Regions from separate parts of the Sus scrofa genome. Here region 2 is linked to region 1. A link is a contact called in public HiChIP or PLAC-seq data. All regions are on one chromosome and are shown on one strand. Each heading gives the region's core, a stretch centred on a gene start, on an enhancer-like site or on the middle of the called end of the contact. The rest is flanking DNA. Distances are from core to core; before and after follow the strand shown. Region 1 holds the start of DCP2 (m7GpppN-mRNA hydrolase). Region 2 overlaps REEP5 (receptor expression-enhancing protein 5).

The links. HiChIP or PLAC-seq counts read pairs in DNA pulled down with a chosen protein or histone mark.
Region 2: a contact with region 1 is called in an H3K27ac HiChIP or PLAC-seq map of alveolar macrophages. The contact joins the enhancer-like site here to the promoter of DCP2 in region 1. A contact is called at or near these places in 1 of 5 promoter capture datasets (fetal liver), 6 of 47 Hi-C or Micro-C datasets (alveolar macrophages, fetal liver, liver and 3 more) and 2 of 2 datasets of contacts at active chromatin or transcription factors (alveolar macrophages and skeletal muscle).

Annotation. Positions count from the first base shown.
Region 1 is chr2:116,802,566-116,807,982 of Sscrofa11.1, reverse strand. DCP2 (m7GpppN-mRNA hydrolase) reads left to right here and starts at 3,290. Exons shown (of 11, transcript XM_003123832.5): 1 at 3,290-3,559. The coding sequence starts at 3,507.
Region 2 is chr2:116,880,577-116,885,993 of Sscrofa11.1, reverse strand. REEP5 (receptor expression-enhancing protein 5) reads right to left here. Exons shown (of 5, transcript XM_003480887.4): 5 at 1-2,249. The coding sequence ends at 2,200. Among named protein-coding and RNA genes, the nearest start is that of SRP19, 18 kb to the left of the region's middle. Within about 2 kb of position 2,938, at least 41 of the 83 cell types and tissues checked have an H3K27ac peak or open chromatin away from gene starts, as enhancers often do. A contact at or near this core is called in alveolar macrophages, fetal liver, retroperitoneal adipose tissue and 1 more, where this site is marked.

The DNA.
Region 1 (5,417 bases), core at 2,041-4,540:
ATATACACCAAATGAGATAGCATATTTTAGAAAAATAAAGGTTTTTGTTTATTCATTTTTTTTTGTTTTTGGGTGTGACCACTGCATGCAGAAGTTCCTGGACCAGGGATAGAACCCACACCACAGCAGTGACAATACTAGATCCTTAACTGCTAGGCCACGGGGGAACTCAAAAAGTATAAGGATCAAGAATATTTTGATTGAGAGTTCCCATCAAGCTCATTGGTAACAACCTGACTAGCATCCATGAGGATGTGGGTTCGATCCCTGGCCTTGTTCGGTGGGTTAAAGATCCGGTGTTGGTGTGCACTGCTGTGTAGGTTGTAGATGTGCCTTGGGCCCTGAGCTGCTGTGGCTGTGGCAGAGGCCAGCAGTTATAGCTCCGATTTGATTCCTAGCCTGGGGAACTTCCATATGCCACAGGTACAGCCCTAAAAAGACAAAACAAGGAAAAAAAAAAAAAAGGTTTTGATCAACCCGATTATTTAAAAATCCTATCAGTATTAGAATTTAAGAACACTAACCCTTAACTCTAAACTCCAGTTTATTTCCCTTTCTCAAGCCACAGGCTGCAGAGGCCTGTGCATAGGTGGGTTTGGATCAGGTCTCGGGTTCTGTGGAAGTCACAGCTTGGAGGACCGCTATGAGGGTTGCTCCTGTGCACTAGCCCAGGGCTTAGGAATGTGTGTCAGAGGAGGCAGGGGTGAGGGGGGAATGGGCAGGGAAGTAACTTGGAAAATGCTTGCCCCCAGACATCACTGGCAGTCTCGGGGGGGGGGGGGCGATTGGTTTAGCACTTTGAATGAGTTTCTGGCCCCTAAAAGCCAAAAAGGTAGTCATATAGCTTCCCCTGAGTCAGGAGACTATAAAGAGATGAGGGAGCAGGGAGACTTCCTCTCGGTTCTTCAGTGGGCTGGTAACCTGATTTTTTTTTTTTTTTTTTTTTTTTGGCGTTGGCCCCTTTCCCTTCCTTGGCTTTCTTCCCTTCCTCTACTCACTTCCCTGCTCGGCCGCGAGTCTTTCCCAGGATCACCTCCCAAATAACCTACTTGCACTCAAGCCCTGTCTCAGGGCCTGCTTCTTAGGAAGCCCAAACTAGACTTGTACTGTGCCAGGGAAGATTGAATAAAGCAAACAGAGTATGTCAGCCTGTTCGCCCCAACTTGACTCCCAGAATTATTTCCAGTTTGGCTGGAAGGATTTTTCTCTTCAGGGAATTGACCAGCTGGAAAGACTGACCTACAGATACTGACTCCATGTGTTCCCAACCAATAGCCCAGTCAGATAATCCTACTGTGAAGCTCTTGGAAAACAAGTCCCACTTGCATGCTGGGAGTTTCTGATCAGCTTTTATAGCACTTGCCTTCAGTTTTTTAGTTCCATACTTACTCTTAAGTATGAGTGAATAGTTGAGGACCACCAGAAAACTTCTAATATGATAGGTGGACACCAAATTAATAGGAAAAAGCAACTGAGACGAATAAAAGACTATTCAGGAAGAAGGAAATGTTAAAAATGTATTAATATCCCCCTAGGGATAGGGCATCTTTGAAGCAAGACTGTGACACCACAACAAAGAGACACTTGGAATTCCTGTCATGGCCCAGAAATGAATCCAACCAGGAACCATGAGGTTTTGGGTTTGATCCCTGGCCTTGCTCAGTGGGTTAAGAATCCGGCATTGCCATGAGCTGTGGTGTAGGTCACAGGCGTGGCTCAGATTCTGCATTGATGTGGCTGTGTCTTAGGCCGGCAGATGAGCTCTGGTTGGACCCCTAGCCTGGGAACCTCCATATGCCTCGGGTTCGGCCCTAAAAAGCAAACAAACAAAACAAAACCCCAAAACAACAAACCCAAAGAGACATTTGCAGAATGAAAGAATTCTAGAAAAGTAAATATTATAGACAGCTTGAAAATAAAGTTGGAGAATCCTCCAGTAAAAAAGCAAAGGTCAAAGATGGAAAACAGGAGAGTAAAATAGATGGTAATAGGGCTCCTGTGTCAAGTTTGGGCTTGATCATATGTCAGAAGATAATGCAGGGGAGGTATCGGAAGCCAAAAAGATGGTAACAAGCACATATCTGAACAAAACAAAACACAACAAAAATTGGGCAGGGTTTGGTACAGGCAAAAAATGGAGGCAGAGGTCTCAGATTTGTGAGGAAAAATAATGCCAACCAGGAGTTTCCAGTATGGCTCAGCGGAAAGAATCTGACTAGCATCCATGAGGAAACAGATTCCATCCCTAGCCTCACTCAGTGGGTTAAGGATCTGTTGTTGCCTGTGAGCTGTGGTGTAGGTTGCAGACACTGCTGGGATCCAGCTTTGCTGTGGCTGTGGTGTAGGCGGGCAGCTTCAGCTCCAATCTGACCCATAGCCTGGGAATTTCCATACGCTGCAGGTGCGGCCCTTAAAAAAAAAAGAGAGAGAAAAAAAAAAAAAAAAAAACCCAAACTGATATAAAGGCAAAGTGTGTTTGGACAGAAATTTAGAAAAAAGATGGGAGATTAAGTCGAAGAATGGACTAAATTTCACGACCGTGCATGTGGGCCTGTGGGTCTGATAGCAAAGGAGCAAGTTAAAAAAATGGATGGATCCAGAGTTTCTTTAAGGATTCATCCCAAATGGATTGGACTCCATTACGCAAGATGGGGAATGAGTACTAGCCGGTTGGAGTGGTGTGAGCATACAGAAAGCGGAATGCAAGCTCCTGAGTTTGGGTAAAAATCAATTCGTATTTCTGTGATCTCATAGTGTGTCAAATACTGGGATAGAGACCCTTGTCTTCACAGCCAGGGCTGGGTGCCCGCAGAGGGACAGAGGCGAGCCACTACAAAACTTAAAAAACTCTTTTCAGGGGTTTGTAGCGAAAAGAGACATAACCCTTAGCCTGCAGGGGTTAGGGGCGGCGGTGAGTGTGTGTTGGGGATATCAGGTGACAGGAACCAGGCCTGCAGGCTCTGCAGTACAGACGTCGGAGCCTACTCAGCCACCAAGAGGACGCGCAGACCTTGCCCACATCCCGGATATGGTCTCGAGATCTACAAGTAAAATTGAAGTCCTGTAGACTTTCTAGTAGTGCCAAGAAAGCATAGGGCGCATGCGCCTGTCCCCCGCCCCAAGGCCCAGTCCGAGGCGGCGGGAAGTTGGTTTTCTGAGTAGCGACTGAGCAGCTTGAAGGCGGATTGGAGCCGACGGACCAATAAACAAATGTCTCATTGGCTTAGCTTGTCCAGGCTCCCGGTTCTCCAGCCTTCCCATTGGGCCTTTCAAGCAGAGCAGGGGCGTGGCCCCAGGGGCTCCGCCCCGCGCCCGGGCCCAGCCTCGGGGTCCTGGGTTGAGAGAGCCGGACGGAAGTGAGCGGGTCCCGCCCCTTCCCCTTCTCGTTTTCGTTGGAACCGCTGCCACCGCTGCCCCCTTTCTGACTAGCCGGAGTCTCCGTTCCGTGTCCTCGGTCCCCGGCCGCGCGGAGCCGGGATGCACTGCTCCTGCTGTGGGTCCTCATCATGGAGACCAAACGGGTGGAGATTCCCGGCAGCGTCCTGGACGATCTCTGCAGGTACCGTAGCGCCCAGTGCTGCTCCGGCCCCCTTCCTCCCCCAGCTTCTTTTCTCTCAGTTTCGGCGACCCCGGAGGCCTCTGGGTCTCCTACCCGGGCCCACATCCTGTCTTGGCTTTCTGGTCCTGCTGCTGCTCCCTTCCCCGGGTCGACCCTTACCGTGGATGACACTGCCCATCTTTTGCCCGCAGCCTCCTGATTGCTCACGTTTCCCTCCACTCCTCCTTGCTCTGCGTTGGAATTCCCTCGTTTTCTTAGTTCCCTATTTTTCTTTCCCAATGCCGCTTCGCCAAAGCTTCTGTCTTTGGCTTTTGGGGGCTGCCCCTCCCCCTCCCTTTGCTTTTTCTGCTCTCACTTTTACAGACCGTATTCTCCCCTCCTCCCCTCCGCCTGATTCCCCAGTGCCGTTGAAAAACCCCAAGTTTTTTTAAGTCTTAGGATCCCAGGTCATTGGACCTACGGAGGGAGCAGTTCACATTTACCCTTCTCTTCTGTGGCGTTCTCTAAACTACTATAAAGAATTGCTGTCTTGTTCATCCCCAAACTTAACATTAGAAGTGGAAAAAAAAGCCTAGAGTTCCATTTTCGTTTTCTTTTTTTCATCCCTTAATTATCCTTCTTAAAAGAAATTCTCAACTGCAGGCTTTTAGCTCATAGTATAGTTTTACAAGAGAGATTTTCTACATTCTTCTCGATGGCTGTATTTTCAGTTAGCTAAGCATGTGTAAAACGGACTTAAAATTTTACTTCAGGAAAAGAAAATATTTTTAGTGCAGTAATACCCCGAGTTTTCGTTGGCGTAAGTGGGTTGCGAAGTAATTTAAATTACAAATGAGTGCAAGTTCTGATTAAAATAACCGCTTTTCACCGTATTTATGTCTAAAAGTATGATTTTTAGTAGTTGTGTCTCATTCACGCCTTTTTTAATGGGAAGAACTGTATTTGTGGAGTTAATACTGAATGCCAGGCAGGCACTGGTTGCTCTCTTCACATGTATCATTTAATCCTAGAAACAACTCTGTTTGGTTGGTGCATTTATTTCCATTTCCATCTAAGAGACACACTGAGAGGTTGTAATTTACACAAGGTCACATTCATCCTAATTTAGAAAATCAAGATTTGAAAGCTAGGCCTTTTTCTCTTTCATGTCTGTGCTTTTTCTCTTACACAAGTGGATGTAGTAGAAAATCAAGTCTAACATCATACCCTCACAGAAGAAAACTACATATGAATAAGTAAATAGGCAAATTCTGCAACTGCTAAGAAGTAACAACACTGTACTTCTTTATAATGTTGTGATGATAACTTTTGGAATATGGGAGACTCGAATGAACCACTTAAGGCACTCATTTTCTATGATATCCAATTTCTTAAGAAAAAAGAGGTTTGATGTCTGTATAGATAAGTGACTGGAAGAATTTGTACCAAAAGTGGGATTATGATTTTTATTTATTATTCATGTTTCCAAGATTATAAAGCATATGCATTTTATAGTTAGAAAAGTTAAATATGGGTAATATTTGCGAAGGTGAGCAATAACTGTGTATTAGTTAATGGAGATAGAGGTTGATTTAGAAAAGGTGGGTAATCTACTTTTTACAGGCACCTAAACTAATTATCCCATTAGTATTGGGTTTATTCTGTGTATTACCGAAGATTACATTTAAAGAAGTCATCAACCATTATGAAGGTGATTGATTTTATGTGTGTCATCATCTTACAAAATAATGGTGGTGTGTTTGTTAACATCATGTTAAACATCTGTGAGTGTTAAAGATTCTTAGTTTTCCTGAGTGTGTTTAAGCTATTTTACACAAATCTTTTGGAATAGAGAAATTTTGTTTTTTCCCTTAAGGAA
Region 2 (5,417 bases), core at 1,689-4,188, 78 kb before region 1:
AAAAAAAGGTAAAATTTCCTAGAGAATGCACTGTAAGAGAAAGCTATGGTGATTAAAAAAAAAAACTGCATAATTTTCTTTCTATAGTAGTTTTTAAACTGATTATTAGGCTGTAAGTAGTTAAGAGCAACAGTAACTTTTTGCTTCCCCATCTTGCCTGATATTTTGCATACAAAAAGTTACATATTCTGTATACTATCAATCTGACTATATAGTCTCCATGCCAGAAGTTGCTAATTTTCATACTTTTTCACATCAAGAAACGAATTTTTTATGGGGAAAGGGATTTAACTATTCCTAGAGGTCCTTTTTTCTTCCCCCTTTAATCTAAGGCTTGATATTCTTCTAATAACAACTAATTCTGTTTGCTTTCTAAAGTTTTGATTTTTATTTTTTATGGAGTTCCTGTCGTGATGCAGCAGAAACAAATCTGACTAGGAACCATGAGGTTGTGGGTTAGATCCCTGGCCTCGCTCAGTGGGTTGAGAATCAGGTATTGCCACGAGCTGTGGTAGGTTGGAGACTCGACTTGGATCCTGCGTTGCTGTGGCTGTGGTGTAGGCCAGCAGCTACAGCTCCGATTAGACCCCTAGCCTGGGAACCTCCATGTGCCGTGAGTGCAACCCTCAAAAAGACAAAATAAAGTTTTGATTTTTTAAAATAAAGTTTAATAAGCTGCCTTATCATCATCACACTCCCCCACTGGAAAAAATAAATGTCCTCATCCATATTATTATAATATTTGGGTGATACTGTCCCTGATTTTTCATTGGTTTGATATTTTTTACATCATAAAACATCATTATGATTTTACCTAATTGTTATCTGCAAGACAACAAATCATCTTTATTTGCTTTAAAAAGTAATATACAGGCCTGGATATTTAATTATGTTATTTGTTATACTCTTGTTTTAGTCAGTATAGTCCAATTCAGAAGGATCCTAGTAGTATGGCTGATATAAAGCTCCAATTCTCCAGTACAGACAAGTTGTCAAGATCCCTATAAGCTATTTGGCCAATCAGGCTAGTGACATTATATGCAGATTATCAAAACAAAGCATGGAGATGCAGGCAAGGAAATGGACTACAAATGATTCTGACTTGTAAACTAGGGAAGCCTCTGGTGCTAGACCTTACAGGCCAAGGAAAGAAGGTGAAGGCAGTTTGGCTTAGCCACTGCCAGCCAGATGATGGGGCGTGTCATCCTTCCTTTCCTCTCCCAGAATGGCTCTTCGAGCCTGGTGACATCCTTAGCCTCTAGTTGCTAACAATATAAACAAGAATGTACATATAACAAGAGGTGGGGAAGTCTCTGGATGTTCCTTAAACAGTTTAAAAAGAGCCTGGGAAAGAAACAAGACTAAACCAACATGTTGCTTGGCTATGAAGGTGAAACAGGGGATGGTTTCCACTATAGCATCTTAAAAGCAGACGAATATCAAGCTTATCAGCCAGTTTTTAAAAAGCTACAAGACAATGGTACTAGTTCTACCGAATTGGGAGTGGTAACGTGTGTGTACATTTCCCCAGCTGCCACTCAAACGACTGCTTTACAAAGCTGTACTGGTATTCAGCTGCTATGGTGTTAGGAACGCAAGCAACCAGGCCAACTTCCGTTCTGCCTCATTTATCAATTAACTGTTCATTTGAAACATGACTCACTGGTGTTCATTTTCTGGAGTGTTACTGGGCAGATCACACCAGCACAAGGGAGTCTTCAGCCTTTGGCAGGCACTCCCTGTGGGCATCTGCACGCATCTGCGCACAGGAACATTCCCCACATGTGTGTGTACGCACAGATACATTAAAACATTTACTACAAAATTGCACATTACATGAAGTAGAACCGAAAGAGTGTCCTAAAATATAAGTACAGAGAAAATGCATGCAGAAAGCCTACTCAAGTACAAGGCCCATGGGATATTATAATTTAATTTGAAGTTCATATTTCTACATGGTAACATAAGTCTTTTCCTACCCAGAGGCAAAATCTACTTTCCAAAAACTTGGACACTGTCCCTATGTATATAGACAGTAAAGGTAAGCAAAAAATCTTACAACATATTCCTTTTTTTATATATATCAAAAATGTTTCCAAGGCAACATTATTCAAATTATTTTACCACAGTTCCTAATATAACATCGAGCTCTAATAGGAAGGTACAGGGAGAGCAGGAAGCTTTCATCCAGCCAGTGGTTTAGGTGCTCTTCTTCTCCTCACCCAATAAATTCACGGCGGCTTTCTTGGCTGTGAAGAGGAAAGAAAATTTTATCAAAGCTGCTTGCAAGGCTGGCTCTGTGCCTCGTGGAGCTACCAGATAACAACTTGGATGACTCAGGTTCTGGTGAGAACACAGTGAGGTCTGTGAGCAGGGTCAGGAGAGTTTCCAGGAACTGGACAAGAGACCTCATTAGCATAAATCCTGAAGGTTACCTGCCCCAGCCCCCTGGTAGTGACCTGTCACCTAAGCCACCTGACCTCTGTCCTCCTTTAAGTGTCACAAGATGCAGAGATTCCTTGGGTATATAGTGTTCCTCTGTACAATCCAGGAACTCTGGTTTGTGTCTGGAGTCGCCTGTGCAATGTCATTTTGTCCCCATCTGATGACAATAGGGTCAGCTTGCTATTCCATGGTGACAAAAATCAAAGAAAAGCACCATTCCCTGAATCAAGAAATGATGGAATATTTATATGCATATTTACTTTCTCTCATTGTGCCACCCTTTCCTTGTATGATGGGAAGGGTGTGCTGTAAGGCTTCAAGTTCCTGGTAAGGTGCTGCATTCATCAAGAAAATATTCCTACCGCGGGGGGAAACTAAGCTGTACCCTTCTAGTTACCAAGTGGCTTGGAATGTGCTGTAAGAATGAGTGTGCTCTGTGTGATGGGGTGGGGGGTGGTGTTTCTGGGGGCCTCCAGGGCCTCCTGAGTTTCCACACACTGCAGCTGTTCCTGATGGAGCCCAGGGGCCCCTCCTTTTTCACCAGCTGCCCAACAGCTGCTCTTCCTCCACTCAGTGAAAACTACTGAACACAGTTTACCAAAAAAACCACTGCAGCCTCTCTCTTAACTAGCCCTTTGTAAAAATGTCCTTTTTGGAGAATCCAGAAACTTCGATATGAATCCAAAATGTGTCAGCATTTAAATTCATTTTACTTTCATTCTCGGAAACCATGGTCTGTTTTGTTTTGTTTTGTTTGCTTTTTAGGGCCACACCCATGGCATAAGGAAGTTCCCAGGCTAGGGGCTGAATTAGAGATACAGCGGCTGGCCTACACCACAGCCACAGACCAGAATCTGAGCCATGTGTACCATCTACACCTTGGCTCATGGCAACACGGGATCCCCGACCCACTGAGCAAGGCCAGAGATCGAACCTGTGTCCTCGTGGATACTATTTCGGATTTGTGCCATAATAGGAACACCCTCACAACTGTGCTCAAGAATGTATCATATTAAAGTATAACTGGATTTTAGAGGACTGAGATCTCAGGGTGAGAGATGTGGCTGAACTAGACAGAAGTGACATCACTGGAAGACGCTGGTCAGGCCAAGAGCAGGGAGGAAGAGTTAGGGAGTCTAAAGAGGAAAAGGCGATCTCGGAGCAGGTGGCTGTGAGGGCTACACCTCAGGACAAACTTAAGACTATAGACAAGGTCCTGAAGGAGACTGGGGCATGTGCCCAGAGCAGGAGTCGGAGCAGAGCGGTCGGTGAGGGAGGAAAGAGAGGACATGCCACACATCACGACTGGGACAGCCATGCTGCTGGGGACTGTCTGGGGGAGCTCCCTCGCCAGGGGCCAGGTCCCCTCCCATCTCCCACTTCCTCATTCCGGTAGAGCTCTTGTTCGAAAATCCCTAATTCTGGGCCCACTTTCTCTACTTCCTAAAATCTTAAGTGCCCTGGAACTTAAGACCCATCATCAGCAAAATCTCTATCATCCATTTCTCCGTCTGTTTCCCTGATCTTGTTGTTTTTACAGAAATCTGGCTTTCCCCTGATGACATGGCTTCTCAAGTGCCCGCTGTTTTTTCCATCTGTGATCCTGGTCCTACTGGGTCTGCAGGTCTGGAAAGCGCGGTCTCGTACTTCATGGCCCTGTTCCGAATCTCATGTTGTCAGATTATCGTTCCAACTGGTCCTCCTTGTTCCTCTCTGACCTTTGTCCAAATTAAATATCACTCTCGAGCACCAGTTGTACTTTGATTATCAGTGACTGCAATGTTCTTCCAATGTGTTAGCCTCCTAGTTCCTCCCCTCAAAGAACCTTTACATTCCATCCTCACTGCTCCAGCCCACCCAGGAGCATCCTTGTCATGACCAGTATGGGCAGCCTCTCCCTAGTCGCAGTGTCAGCATTCCGCTCCACCATCACCTGTCTTGGCAGCTCACCCCCTCTCTCATCCTGCCTCCGAGTTCTCCCCCGACTACCTGGCTGTATCATCCATCGACCCTGTGACTGTTTTAGCTGTTCACCACTTCCCTCCTCACCCAGTTTAAATTCCATCATCAAACATTAGCCACTACTTAGTTCTACTCTCACTTCAGAGTTCCTACTTAACGAAATCAACCTGGACACAACTCTCTATCTATTTCAAAACTGCACCCATGTAGCTGGAAATAAGGCTGGGAAAAACCCCTCAAACATGATCTGGGCTCAAGGTAAGTTCATGAGCACAAACCTCAAGCAAGCCTTTAATACTCCCTGGCAATCACAGGACACTGACCCAGTCCACTCTCTCGGAGGAGCCAGCAAATTGGAGTCACACCCACTGATGACCATGGTACTTTCACGCTGCAACGGCAGAGCTGAGTAGTTGCAACAGAGATCTGATGACCCGTAAAAACCAAAGTATGATCTGAAGCTTTACAGAAAAAGCTTGCCAACCCTGGTCCTAAATAACTATTTCATACCACCTCCTCTTTCCAACACCTCGTTCCCCATCCTCTCCTGGTTGACCTTCTTTCTAAGTTTACCACCCAGCCTCCTCATCCATAAACTCTGATTTCCCTTCTGTAATTCTCAACTGTTCCTGCTCCTGTGACCAATCCCTGTATTTGTTCTCTAGATCCTATTTGCTCTGGTCTAGGTATGGACAGAGTTCCAGCAATTCGCCTTCTCGCTCAGATTTTTTGCTTTTGTTGTTCTCTACTGGATCATCCGTGTTAGTTTCAAAGCTACTTTGTTTCTTATACCCTCCAAAAAAGAATAAAATATCCTCAGGACCCCATTACCTTCCTCTAGTTACAGCCCCAATCTTCCACTTCTCGCTGCAGGAAAAGTCTCAAAAGACAAACCTCTGTTCTCTTGGGCTCTTCCTCCCATCTCTCACATCCATTCTGATCAGGATTTCATTCCCACCACTCCATGAACTGTTTTGTCATGTTAAGTTTGCTAGTGCCGTCCTCACTGC